Linked DNA regions of Danio rerio: region 1 is linked to region 2. A link is a contact called in public Micro-C data. All regions are on one chromosome and are shown on one strand. The core of a region is the stretch at or near the end of the contact, and the rest is flanking DNA. Distances in the headings are between cores, read along the strand shown.

Evidence for each region. Hi-C and Micro-C count contacts between places; a contact is called where the count stands out from the background.
Region 1: a contact with region 2 is called in a Micro-C map of caudal fin, with 5 times the contacts expected there. The contact joins the promoter of si:dkey-82o10.4 here to the enhancer-like site in region 2. A contact is called at or near these places in 2 of 18 Hi-C or Micro-C datasets (caudal fin and hematopoietic stem cells).

The regions. Positions count from the first base shown.
Region 1 is chr16:54,180,929-54,184,223 of GRCz12tu, forward strand. si:dkey-82o10.4 reads left to right here and starts at 1,398. Exons shown (of 4, transcript NM_001326616.1): 1 at 1,398-1,879. The coding sequence starts at 1,502. It also overlaps a transcript of satb1b not described here.
Region 2 is chr16:53,526,776-53,530,370 of GRCz12tu, forward strand. All of the region lies in intron 2 of rftn1b (raftlin, lipid raft linker 1b), which reads right to left. Among named protein-coding and RNA genes, the nearest start is that of plcl2, 12 kb to the right of the region's middle. Within about 2 kb of position 1,941, at least 7 of the 62 cell types and tissues checked have an H3K27ac peak or open chromatin away from gene starts, as enhancers often do. A contact at or near this core is called in caudal fin, where this site is marked.

The sequences.
Region 1 (3,295 bases), core at 148-2,647, 650 kb after region 2:
AATTTAAAAATAATATTAATTTAAAGGAAGAACTATTCTTTTTAGAAAGCAAGACTTAATATCTGTGAGTTTGTTTCCCAAGTACTTGCATCTTTATTTAGGAAAAATGTTTTTATATGTATAGGTAACTTATTTATCTATTTTTAGTATGGAGAGTTCTGCTGTGACGTGAATTTCCTTTTGGGGATTAATAAAGTCAAAGTCAAGTCAATTGGATATTTATAATAGAAAACCACACTAAAATACTAAATAATACAATAATTTTTGAAGTGCATTGAGAAATACTCACAGTGAGACAACTAGCGTCAATGTAGTCCTGAAAGAAAAAAATTGAAAAAGTTGAATTTGGTGATTGTCGAATTTGGGAAAACTCATTTCATATATGCATTCACATAAATACCCACAGAAATGGAGTAACATTGTTTGTGTGTGTGTGTGTGTGTGTGAGTAACTAAATTGTAAAAAAAAAAAAAAAAATATATATATATATATATATATATATATATATATATATATATATATATATATATATATATATATATATAACTAAAAAAAACAAATAAAATAAAAAACAAAATATTAAAATGAAACCACAATATTCATAAAAAACTTGAAATACGATCTCAGCGATAATACCACAGATCTTCTGACAATGTTAGCACTACAGCAGTGTGGTTGATACATGCAATTTAATTAGAGCAAATTGGAAGCTCTTACATAAAAAAGGGAAACGGCATCTACCAATGAGACGAGATACAGTATTAAAATAATTAAAAGGAAAACTATTTTATATTTGAAAGCAAGACCGAATACGTAGTAAACAAGACTAAAATACAGAATAATATCATCGTTTTTAAAGTGTATTGATTGAGAAATACTCACGGGGGGACAACTAGCCAGAATGTAGTCCTGAAAGCAGAAAAATAGGAAAAGTTTATTGTTTTAATTGTCGAATTTGGGAGAAACTGAATTCATATATGCACTAAAATCCCCAAAACAACATATAATTATATATAAATAGAAGGCTGTGAAGAAAACACATCGAAGAAACGACATTCAGGCATTGAGTTGAGTTTCCAAACAGCTTTAAATGCGTTTATTTTTCAACCGAAGAATGTAACGTTAAGCCTATAACAACAAACAATTATGTGACATTTTTGGGTGGAAATACACATTAAACGCACCCAAAGCCTGAACGCATGTAGTATTTACAACTAATAAATGTCACTTACATTGTGAGGAGAGTTTAAAGTTTATCCATCAGCCTCCTCATGCCATCCAGCGTCTGTGCGTCATAGTGTGCGGGAGCGCGCATGGCATACGCGGGTCTGTGCCTCCATCTACCGGAGAAACTACACAAGTGATGAGAAACCAAAAGCATTATGGGTACAAGTTTCATAAGGGCTACGGAAGCGACGGTGAGGACTGTTTTTCTGTCATTCACTAGTTTTACAATGACCAGTTCGGGATTGCGCAACTTTAATTGTAATGCGCGTCCGTGATGCAACGACTCGCGTGTTTGGCTGCACGTCGGGAACTCGCATCTCTTGCCATTCGGTGGAATAGGAATATTTTGTATCCTAAACACGAGACCCTTTGCCAACCGTGGTGGCATCAGCGCGCGCGCGCTCATGCCATCTGCGTGACCTCTCCAGAGCGCGCATGGCATCACCTGCGCAGACGGTGTGCGCAGTTCAGCGGTCAGCAGCGCAGATATAATAGTAAAGATGCAGACAAGAAGGACTCTGGGCGTCCTGTCATCACCGTGGTGGGCACACCAGACCCCATCCTGTGGATCAGGAATAAAGTCATCTTATTTTTAACCGAACTGTACTTTGGCTTGAAGTTCAATGTGGAGTTTGACAATGGTGTGAAACAGGTTGGTATGATTATGGAGTCGCATTAAAGGGACAGTTCACGCATAAATGAAACTTACAATTTACAATCTTTCAAGTCCACTGAAAAATAAGATTCATTAGATTTGCAAAGATTAAGGTAAGTGGTTGAAAACATAGTAGGAGAAACTATATAGTATGTAACTAAAATACTATGGAAGTCAATGGTTACAGGTTTCCAGTTTTCTTTAAAATATCTAATTTTGTGTTCAACAGAAGAAAGAAACACAAAGGGTGAGTAAATGATGAGAGTTTTCAGTTTTGGGTGCACTGTCCCTTTAAGGGGAAAATCCTCAAACTCTTAAGTAAGGGGTGTCCGAACTTGGGTCCTGGAGGGCTGGTGTCCTGGAGAGTTTAGCACCAACCCTAATCAAACACATCTGAACCAGCTAGTCAAGCTCTTACTAGATATACTAGAAACTTTCTGTTGGAGCTAAACTTAGCAGGACATCGACCCTCCAGAACTGAGTTTGGACACCCCTGACCCCTGACTTATGATGGATTAACTTTTGTTACTGAAATTAAATGTAATAAAGCATTTTAGACCAAAAAAAAATGCAATCACATCCCATGTTGTTCGACTTAATGTAGTACAAAAACAACAAAACATGACAAACATTTAAAAATAAAAATAACATGTGTAAATATACACAATACATGTAATAGGTTGTACTCGTTTATGCTGAGCACTGTATATATAATTAGTAATATACACTCACCGGCCAATTTATTAGGTACACCTGTCCAACTGCTCGTTAACATAAATTTCTAATCAGCCAAACACAAGCAATGCATTTAGGCATGTAGACGGGGTTAAGATGATCTGCTGGAGTTCAAACCAAGCATCAGAATGGGGAAGAAAGGTGATTTAAGTGACTTTGAACGTGGCATGGTTGTTGGTGCCAGATGGGCTGATCTGAGTATTTCAGAAACTGCTGATCTACTGGGATTTTTACGCACAACCATCTCTTGGGTTTACAGAGAATGGTCCGAAAAAGAGAAAATATCCAGTGAGCAGCAGTTCTGTGGACGCAAATGCCTTGTTGATGCCAGAGGTCAGAGGAGAATGGCCAGACTGGTTTCAGCCAATAGAAAGGCAAAAGTAACTCAAAAAAGCACTCGTTACAACCGAGGTCTGCAGAAGAGCATCTCTGAACACACAACATGTCCAACCTTGAGGCAGATGGGCTACAGCAACAGAAGACCACAGGCCACTCCTGTCAGCTAAGAACAGGAAACTGAGGCTACAATTCACACAGGCTCATCAAAATTGGACAACAGGTTGGAAAAACGTTGCCTGATCTAATGAGTCTCGATTTTTGCTACAACATTAGGATGGTAGGGTCAGAATTTGGTGTCACCAACATGAAAGCATGGATCCATTCTGCCTTGTATCAACG
Region 2 (3,595 bases), core at 691-3,190:
AATAATAATAATAATAATAATAATAATAATAATAATAATAATAATTGTTATTATTATTATTGTTATTATTATTATTAATGTTATTAGTTACAACTACAATTTTATTAATTATTATTATTATTAATAATAATAATAATAATAATTACTACTGCAATATCATAAATTATTATTATTATTATTATTATCAATAATAATAATAATAAATGTATAATATTGTGGTTGTAATCAATAATAATAAAATAATAATAATAATAATAATAGCAACCGCAATATTGTAATTAGTATATTTTATGATTATTATCATTATTATTATTACTATTTATAATTACAACTGCAATACTATAGTTTATTATTATTATTATTATTATATATTTATTATTATTATTAATTACAACAACTGCAATATTATAATTAGTATTTTATTATTATTATTATTAATAATAATAATTACAACAACCAAAATAATGTAACTAGTATATTTTATGATTATTATTATTATTATTAATGATAATAATAATTACAACTCCAATATCATCATTAGTTTATTATTATTATTATTATTATTATTATTATTATTATTATTATTATTATTATTGTTATAATAATAATAATAATAATAATAATTATTATTATTATTATTAATATTAATAATAATTACAACAACAGCAATATTATAATATTTTATTATTATTATTAATATTATTATTATTAATAATAATAATAATAATAATAATAATAATAATAATAAAAAATAGAATGAGAAAAACATTTGCAGTGCCAGTTTAATTAGTATTGTATTAAATTATACTAAATAATAATTATATCATATTATTTTATATAGTCTATATTGTTGCAGGGCGAGGCAGTGACGCAATAGGTAGTGCTGTCGCCTCACAGCAAGAAGGTCGCTTGGTTGCTGGTTCGAACCTCGGCTCAGGAGTTTCTGTGTGGAGTTTGCATTTTCTCTCTGCCTTTGCGTGGGTTTCCTCCAGGTGCTCAGGTTTCCCCCACAGTCCAAAGACATGCGGTACAGGTGAATTGGGCAGGCTAAATTGTCCCTAGTGTATGAGTATTTGTGTGAATGTGTGAGTGGATGTTTCCCAGAGATGGGTTGCGGCTGGAAGGGCATCCGCTGCTAAAAAAAAAAAAAGCTGGATAAGTTGGCGGTTCATTCCGCTGTGGCGACCCCGGATTAATAAAGGGACTAAGCCGACAAGAAAATGAGAAAATGAATATATTGTTGCAAAATGTAAATGTAAATAATGCTCCTTTATTCAGTTATATAAATGACAAAAATAATTAATAGAATAATTTATAGTCCATTACTGCAACATTATTATTATTAATATAAATGTTATTATTATTATTATTCGTAGTAGTAGTGGCAGTATCAGTATCATCAGTATTGTATCAAACTTTAATAATTAGAGACATATTGTTAACTAAACTAATATTATATTATATTATATTATATTATATTATATTATATTATATTATATTATATTATATTATATTATATTATATTATATTGTGGTTTTCAAATTAACCGATTCAAGGAAAGACAGAACAAATAATTAAAATCCAAAACATTTTTAATACAGTGCAAATGTATTATGTAATAAAATATATACACTAATAAAATATATACACTAATAATATATAATTATAATTATGTTGTTAATGATGATGTTAATAAAAATTACATGCATGATTTGCTTAATTATCAAGGAAATCCAGTCAGAGGGTGAACCATATGTTTACCCATGAGATCTAATGCAAAAGTACATGGTGTTTCCTGAAATGGGAACATTTGTGTAACACAGTGTTTGTCCAGCAGGCGCCGCTGCAGTGCTGTTTTACTGTTGTTTATACAGTACTGTGGTTGTTAAACTTTCACCTGTTTGAGAGGCACTTGTTGAAATGTGAAGGTCACGTGCATCAAAACACAATGTGAAGAGGCGGGTTTTATTTCTCAGGGTGGTTAAAGAACAAACAGGCCGTCATATGGAATACACACGGCTGATCTTGATGAAATGTATCTCTCAGTTTCAGACACTACACTATAAGAAATGCTGGGTTCCAAACAATCGATTTGTGTTGGGCCAACATGAATTAAGTGAACTTTTTCATTGTCTTTACAACTGTAATTTGAACATAAAACAATTAAGCTAAAAAAAACCTGAAGAATTGTGTTGTTTCAGCTCGTTTTAAATGAGCGTCTATATTTTTAAAATAATGTAAATAATATGCCTATTTATTTCATTATACAAAAAACATTATTATTAATAAAATAATGTATAATTTCATTTATTTATTTATTTATTTATTGTTAATCTTAATATTATTATTGTTATTATAAAAAATAACAATTACAACAACCGCAATATTATAATTAGATTATTATTATTATTAATAATAATATTATTAGTAGTAGTATTGAATACAACCACAATATTATAAATTAATAATAATAATAATAATAATAATAATAACGACCGGAATATTATAAACTATTATTATTATTTTTTATAATATTATTATCATACGACTGCAATATTATAATTAGTTTATTATCTTTATTATTATTATTATTATTAAATTATTATTATTAATAATAAGGTTAATAATAATAAAAATGTATAATATTGTGGTTGTAATCAATAATAGTAATAATAATTACAACAACCGCAATATTGTAATTAGTATATTTTATGATTATTTTTATTATTATTATTATTACTAATAATAATTACAACTGCAATATTATGATGATGATGAAGATGGTTATTATTATTATTATTATTATTAATTACAACATTATTACTATTATTATCAATAATGTTAAATAACAATATGTAACAGGCTAATTTGAACAAGCAGCAAACTTAATTTTTAGAGTGTACCGAATAATGGCACAATAAAAAACAGCTTAAATAAATGTTTAGTGAATTTTAAAGTCAAAATAATTCATCTCTTATAGTAATATATTATATTTTGTAATATATTATAGATATACAAGGGCAGACTTAGTGATTTGGGGGCCCTAAGTAATTCCAGGTATGGGGAGCTAGCATTAAAAATAATAATAATAATAATAATAATAATAAATAAAAATAAATAAATAAATCCATCTATCTATCTATCTATCTATCTATCTATCTATCTATCTATCTATCTATCTATCTATCTATCTATCTATCTATCTATCTATCTATCTATCTATCTATCTATCTATCTATCTATCTATCTATCTATCTATCTATCTATTTATTTATTATTGTTAATATTAATAATATTATTGTCATTATTATTAATAACAACAATAACAACCGCAATATTATAGTTATATTTATATATTTATTAATATAGTTAATATATTTAATATATTTTAATATTTAAAGGAACCTTTATCTTCCTAATATACAATAAATTCACAAATAATGTTTCAGCCAGACAGCAGGATCGCGGAGGAAGCTGTGTTTCACCGTTTGTCGCAAAGTTAATCTAAGTAAATACATTAACTATCAGACCATTACTGTAGGGCGTCAGGGGTGCCTTTACTAATAATCATCAAACACAAAGAATATGGTCGCCT